Regions from separate parts of the Ovis aries genome. Here region 2 is linked to region 1. The links are chromatin contacts, called in public Hi-C maps. All regions are on one chromosome and are shown on one strand. Each heading gives the region's core, a stretch centred on a gene start, on an enhancer-like site or on the middle of the called end of the contact. The rest is flanking DNA. Distances are from core to core; before and after follow the strand shown. Region 1 overlaps SCARA5 (scavenger receptor class A member 5). Region 2 holds the start of SCARA5 (scavenger receptor class A member 5).

Region 1 (3,715 bases), core at 732-3,231:
ACCGTTCTGGGGCCTCAGTTTTTCTTTCTCTTAAATGTCTATTTGATAGCTGTCCTGCCTGCCTCTGTGTGGTGCTCTGATGGCAGCCCTTAGGATTCAGTGTAACTCATCCCTTCGATTAATATTACTCCAAATAAACATGCAGCAGCTGAAATGTTAGTTCCATGAAGCTGAGATTTTTTGTTTTTTCTTGTTTTGTTTTTGTACCATTTTTAAAGGTTACTTTCCTGTTACAGTTATAACAAAACGTTGGCTGTAGTCCCCATGTTGTAAGTACATCTTTGTAGCCTGTCTTACACCCAGTTGTTTGTACCTCCCGGTTCCCCACCATGTGTTGCCCCTTCCCCTTCACTGGTGCCCACTAATTTGTTCTCTGTACATACGCATTTTTTGGTATAGGCATTAGTTTGTCGTGTTATCTTAGATTCCTCCTGCAAGTGATATAAAGTATTTGACTTTTCTGACTTATTTTGCTTAGAGTAATGCCCTCCAGGTTCATTCATGTTGCTGCAGATAGCAAAGTTTTGTTCTTTTCTGTGGCTGAGTAGTATCCCGTTGTATATATAATATATATCACGTCTTCTTTATCTAATCCTCTGTTGATGAACACTGGTTGCTCTCCTGTCTTGGCAACTGTATAATTATGGTGCTGCTGTGAACATTGGGGTGCATGTATCTTCTTGAATTAGTTTTTGTTTCTTGTGGATATGTGCCTTGAAGTGGGATTGCTGAATCATATGGTAATTCTATTTTTCGTTTTTTGAGAAACCTCCATACTATTCTCCACCAATTTATATTCTTACCAGCAGTGGGTTTTTTTTAAAAATCATTTTCTGTTCACTAATGTAGCCCAAACACCAGAAGAGCGCTGAGCATGGAGTAGACACTTCAATACTGAATGAATGAATGATGAGAATAAAATAAAATCTCTGCTTACTCATCCCAACCATCCCCTCACATTCCAACAGCCCCTGAGGCTCCAAGTGTCAGAAGACCTGGCCTCTGGTCCCAGTTTTGCCTCCATAAGATAAAACTTCACCGTGTAGCTTCAGTTTTCTGACTCTAAAGTCGGGGAACAGAGAACCCCCTTCCTGCTCCATAATGGGGCTTGTTATGGAGCTCAGAGAGAACCAGCATGGAGGAGCAGGCCTACTCTAGAGCAGGGCTCTCAGACTTGAAGGCATGCTGACTGGTGGAGGTGCTGCTAAGATACAGTGTGTTAGTCGCTTCAGTCGTGTCCGACTGTCTGTGACTGTAGCCCCCCAGGTTCCTCTGTCCATGGGATTCTCCAGGCAAGAATACTGGGGTGGGTTGCCGTGCTCTCCTCCAGGGGATATTCCCAACGCAGGAATCAAACCCAGGTTCAGGTTGCAGTGGGCCCAAGACTCTGCATTGCTGATGAGCTCCCGGGTGATACTGACCTCCTGGTGCTCAGGCCACACAATGAGTGTCAAGTGTCAGCTCTCATGGATGTCAGCTGACACAATGATTGGTATCTGGACTCATGAGAGTTCTAGCCTCTCTGACTCGTGGGGAGCAGAGATGATCTGAGTTCACTGGCCCCTTTAGTGATGTCCCAATAACTGCCGATATGAGCATTGCTGATTTAACAACCCTGTCCTCATTTTATTAGCTCTTCCATGACTGAACATTAGCTAGAACTCCCTAACCTAACCCCAGCTAGAGTTTGGAGTTCCGTGATCCTGTGGACGCGTTAGGACTGGTAACCTCGGGCCTGTTCTGTATTTGTCAGTCTCCTTCATTTGCTGCTTTATTTGTTTTGGGTGTGACTAATCCCACGGAGCTCTTGGGTCTGCAGCCTTTTCCTGGCTAATTTGTAAACTGATGTGTTTTCCAGGAGACATTTAATCTGAGAATTTTTGCTCAGCCTCAAAGGGCTTATTGTGTAAGAGGCACACTGTATCCGGCCAGGGAAGAGGCTGTGATGAACAAATAACATTAACAAAGACAGCAGAAAGAGATCTCTCCTCCCAGCCCTGTCCCCTAGTTCACTGCTCTGCAATCCCTTGAGCAGATGATGAATATCTCAGCCTAACAAAAATATGTCCAAACCACTAAGTCCTTGCAATCAATTTGTTGTTGCTCAGTCGCTCGGTCATGCCCGACTCTGTCACCCGATGGACTGCAGCACCCCAGGCTTCCCTGTCCTTCACTATCTCCCGGAGCTTGCTCAAACTCATGTCCATGGAGTCAGTGATGCCATCTAACCATCTCATCCTCAGCCGCCCCCTTCTCCTCCTGTCCTCAATCTTTCCCTGCATCAGAGTCTTTTCCAAAGGGTTGGCTCTTTGTATCAGTGGCCAAAATATTGGAGCTTCTTACTGGGCAGCAAAATGGTTTAGTTATTCCCTGGATGTGCTTTGTAAAAGGATTTCCCATGCAGTCCAAGGGTGAGTGACAGGTTTTAAGGATTTTAATACTCAAAGAGTCAGACATGATTTAACAACTAAACAACAACAATACCCGACAATTCCTCTAAAAGGAGAGGTTGTCTGGCTGCCGAGAGACGGGACAAAGAGGCATGGTGCCAGGATCAGATGCTAGGATCCCTGAACTGCCTTTCGTGTAGGGTTTTGATGCATTTCAAAGCCCTTTAAAATACAGGAACTGTTACTTCGTTTGGGCTTCCTTTGTGGTTCAGCAGTGAAGAATCTGCCTGCCAAGGCAGGAGACTCGGGTTCAATCCCTCGGTCAGGAAGATTCCCCTGGAGAAGGAAATGGCAACCTACTCCAGTATTCTTGCCTGGGCGATCCCATGAACAGAGGAGCCTGGTGGGCTACAGTCCAAGAGGTTGCAAAGAGTTGGATACTACATAGCGGCTAAACACAATTACCTCGTTTAACTCGCCCAGATTGACATGGCAATATTGGAACGCAGTTTCTGACCTTCAACCCCATGATTTCTGATACCAGCTCTTGAACGTAACAAGTAAGTTACAAGTAGGTTCTCCGTTTACTTAGCTTCAGCACCAAAAGTCTCACATCCTGGGAATCCCCTCCTACTTTTACAACTGAAATGGTCCTCCTGGATGGGCTGAGACTTGAGATTTGTCCTGCTTGTTGTAAAGCCCTATTTCTGCTGTACCAGTGCTTCTCAAACTTCAGTGCAGGACCACTTGGTTCAAATGTAGATTCTGGTTCAGTAGGTCCTGGGCAGGGCATGAGGTTGTGTATTTTTAACAAACTCTGATGCTACTGATCTAGGATCACACTTTGAGTAGCGAAGCTCTAAGATAATGACTCCATGGGAGATGGGAGCCCTGAAGCTCAGGCAGCATTCCAGAGGGCTCCCGAGTGAGCTCCCACCATTAAAGATGTGGCTTGGCCATCAGCCCAGAGAACCCACCAGAACATGGTTGATGGCCCTGCCAGTTCATCAGTGGGGGCTCCAGGTGACTTCTCCCCTCTCCGCTGACCCCAAACAAGCCCTCTCCATTCCCTTGAAGCCACACCCAGCTGACCTATTCCCTTGACGTTCATTGAAGACCTCAGTGCCAAGTCTGTGTCTCTTGAGACTCGGGTACAATCCTGGGAAAACCAACTAAAGACTCCTTGCATGGGCACCTTTAGACCATCAGGGTGGTCCTCCTACGAGCTGAGTGAACAGGGTGGGGTGAACAGGTGGGCAAAACTCAGCTGGATTGTCTTAGCGACCTTGTATTTTGGGAACTGACCTAGTTGCTTATGGTTACGG
Region 2 (3,715 bases), core at 690-3,189, 130 kb before region 1:
ACATCACCAGGGTCTCACCAATCACTGCATTTATTGCTGATCAATACATCCTCTACAATGAGATGCTCGGAGACAACACTCTGAGCACATTTCCTGCTATTTGTAGAATGACATTCCTAGGGACACTGGTGACTTGATGGGTGACTGAAACACACTCTTTTTCATCAGAGGCAGTTAGGGGAGTGGCTGGGGGCACAGACTGTACAGTCACACTGCCTGGAGTAGAATCGAGCTCTGGCACTTGCAGACAAATCACCTATTTCCTCTGTCTCCATAAAATGGGAATAATAGCAGTGCCTGGGCTCCCCTGGTGGTTCACTGGTAAATAATCTGCCTGCAATGCAAGTGATGCTGGTTTGATCCCTGCGGAAGGGAAGAGCCCCTGGAGAGGAAATGGCAACCCACTGGAAATGGCACTCCAGTATTCTTACCTGGAGAATTCCATGGACAGAGGAGCCTTGTGGGCTACAGTCCATGGGATTGCAAGCATCGGACATGACTTAGTGGCTAAACCACCAGCAATAGCAGTGCCTACCTGACAGGGTTGCCATCAAGGTTAAATGAGTTAATATATGAAAAGCACTTGGAATTGCCTGGCACAGGGAACATATGATGAAATGTTTTTCTCTCACTTCCCCTTTCACCTCCTCCTCCTCCTCTTTCTCCCCATCCTCTCCCCTCCTCCCTCTTCCTTATCCTCCAATTATAATTATCATCATCATTACGATATAATTACTGCTTTTTCCAGTAAAACGGAGCCTCGGAGCCCCACACTGTAGCTCCCTCCCAGGGACGGTCAAGAGGCAGTTACTGACAGTGACTAAGACTTCTGTGACTCAGCTGTGGTTTGGTGGGATGGGGGGTAGAGCTGAGCCCTGGCAGACTGTTCTCAGGTACGAGGTCTGGCGCTCCAGTGCTAAGGCTGAATTTGTAACCAAGAAACAGGCGTATGTTCGTGAACGTGACCTTCAGCGCTCTGTCTCTGGGGTGGGAGGCGGGGGAAGGGCCACACATACAAACTGACCATGTACCATGGTTCAGATTGTTTTCAGTATTTCTCTGATGCTTCTCCCATCACCATCTCAACCTGAATGAAGGTAATCACCCCCTCAACATTTTGGTGAGAGCTCCTGTTTTTACACATTGAATATAGCTATGCTGAGGTTTACAGGTGTGTGGTCAGACGCTCAGTTGTGTCCCACCCTTTGTGACCCATGGACTGTAGCCTGCCAGGCTCCTCTGTCCATGGGACTCTCCAGGCAAGAATACTAGAGTGGGTCGCCATGCCCTCCTGCAGGGTTTCTTCCCAACCCAGGGATCAAGCCTGTGTCTCTTATGTCTCCTAGGTTCCTTACCACTAGCGCCACAGTTATCTGTGTCCAAGCCTGCCTCTCAGCCTGGGTTGCGACCCCCTAAGGACAGCAGCCTCCTCTCACTCACCCCTGTAGCCTAACCCTTGTACAACGTCGGGGCTCCAGAAACCCTGGCTTCCTTGATGAATTGCATTGAACCTGACTTTGGGAAGTTCCTTCAGCACCCTCAGAGTCCTCTTCTGAATCTCCCTGGTGTGGGCAATCTGTGTCCTTTACGGGTAGATATGCCTCCAAGAAAACACAGAACGTAGTAATTCTACCCCAAGTTTGGTGAATGAACTGAGCAATGCCAATTCTGTCCTATAAATAAATTTACAAGGCTGGGTTCCTTGCGCAGCTCCTAAGCCAGGTCTAGCTGCCATTCCACTAGAAGCTTTCCAAAAAGTATCTTGAGCAGAGCCTTTAGAACAGGAGGGTGGAGTCCCAAGACCAAGACGCAGCAGGCATGCCTGCGTGAAGCTGTAATGCTGAGATTGGCCACTAGAGGGAGGATGCATTCTAGGCCCCAGGGGAGCCTCGCAGTTGCTCCAAGAACTTTATAAAGCCTGGCGGCCAGTGCAGCTGCAGTTCACAGCTCAGTCAGTACCTAGCGGAGCCGCTGGTGCCTCCACAGAACATCTCGAGCGCTGCCCAAGGCTGAAAGAGGCCAGACACCAAGACAGGGACTCCCACTTGGGCACAAGGTTGAGTCTTGCCTCCTGATCCTCCTGGAGAAGTGATCCCCGAGACCCTGGGCACTGGGCAGCCTCTATGACTCCGTCTGGATTCGGCTGGCTGTGGGGACAAGCTCTGAGGGGCTGCCTGGGTCTCGGGGTGGGGGCAGTGGCCAGCTCTCCAGCCACCATGGCAAATGCCAGGAACTGAGGGGACAGGTTCTGCAGCTTCACTGGGGGCACTCAGGTGAGTCTGGGCACTGACTGTCCTAGCACCTGGGCATGGCTTCCTAAAGGCAGCCGGAGGACACAGGGCACAGGTTTGGGCATCGCGTGGAGGTGCAGGTCCTGGGAGGGGAGGTTGTAACTGTCAGCCTAGGGGATCTGCCAGATTTTCATCCATCTGTCTGGGCTGGTGAGTGTGGGTATTTGGGAGCCAGAGAAAGTGATCGCCTTAGTGGCAACTCTGCCTGGCTTGTGTCAGAGCGCCAGAGCCTCTTCAGGGAGCAGATGGTACAGGTGACAGTCTCTCCACATGTGTGGTGAATGTGTGTGCATGCGTGTGCCTGTGGGTGTGCCCAGCAGTGGAACGTAGGAAGGCAGAGCTTGTTTATAAATCATCTGCACCTCTCTAGTTCTGAGTGATGCTTCAGATGATCTGAGTACAGTTAGAGGAGGAAAGGGCTCAAAGCCTCCTTAGCAATTCTCTCTCCAGAGAGGACCTTGTTCACGGTGATCCCTATCTGATTTTGAGGAGTTACGAGCCCTGTAGCGTTAAATGCTGGAACCCAGCAAGGCTGGGGCCACCACCCCTCTGCAGGAAGAACTGATTGAGTCCTGCTGCTGCCTGGAGGGGGGCTTTGAGAATCAAGGTATGGCTCTCAGGTCTGGTCTGCATTCACAATTGCTTTCGCAAAGGGGTCCAAATGGGATTGTTTCTGGGACTAGCTAGGTGGGAGGGAGGCTGAGGGAACCCAGAGACCCCTGTACCAGGCTGCTTGGCAGGATCAGAAGATGCTGGGGGTCCGTGGGTGGTTACCAGGCTCCACCACCATCTCCCTACCTGCCCCATCCACACAGCCCTCCCATGTGCCCTGATCCACATGAGACTCACAGAGACCTTGTAGCTGGGAGGTGTGTCCTCCTCATCGCAAAGGCTGAGGCTGGATGTGTTAGCTGACAGACCAAGCTCCCCGGGGATAAGATGTGGCATCAGCTTGGGACCCCATGTCCTCTGAGCCCCCACTCCCCACAGGTCACTTTGGTGTCTACACCCTGCCTGGATTTCAATGGCACTGGCCCCCTCCCTTCCAGCTCTCTTAGCTCCACGGTCCCCACCTGGCCCTCTTCCCTGCATCACTGTGGGACCGAAAGGTGGCCTCCGAAAGGGACATGCATCCTGGCCAGAGCAGCCTTGTGCGGAGCCAATGCCCTGGGTGGGGTTAAATGCTGGAGGACCTCCTCTCTGACATTCTTCAGTTCCTGCTCCTCTGGGCTTCACTTGGCTTATCTTTAGAATGGGAAAAACGGACCAATGCCACCTGCCCCCTTGCAGTGCCCCTGGGAGGTGGGGAGCTCCAGATGGCGTAGGATCTGTACGGTGTGGGAGGAACATACTCCAGGTCATGCTCCAGGGGTGGGGGTGGAGGGTGGAGGCTTTGCTCTATCATCACCACACTTGGCAGTCAG

Evidence for each region. Hi-C and Micro-C count contacts between places; a contact is called where the count stands out from the background.
Region 2: a Hi-C map of mesenteric adipose tissue shows a contact between it and region 1, with 3 times the contacts expected there. The contact joins the promoter of SCARA5 here to the enhancer-like site in region 1. A contact is called at or near these places in 12 of 16 Hi-C or Micro-C datasets (blood, hypothalamus, liver and 6 more).

Annotation. Positions count from the first base shown.
Region 1 is chr2:102,263,502-102,267,216 of ARS-UI_Ramb_v3.0, reverse strand. All of the region lies in intron 8 of SCARA5 (scavenger receptor class A member 5), which reads left to right. Among named protein-coding and RNA genes, the nearest start is that of PBK, 28 kb to the right of the region's middle. Within about 2 kb of position 1,981, at least 6 of the 54 cell types and tissues checked have an H3K27ac peak or open chromatin away from gene starts, as enhancers often do. A contact at or near this core is called in tail adipose tissue, where this site is marked.
Region 2 is chr2:102,392,011-102,395,725 of ARS-UI_Ramb_v3.0, reverse strand. It overlaps SCARA5 (scavenger receptor class A member 5), which reads left to right and starts at 1,939. Exons shown (of 9, transcript XM_004004436.6): 1 at 1,939-2,273. The region is part of intron 2 of LOC132659185 (a long non-coding RNA gene); the gene reads right to left.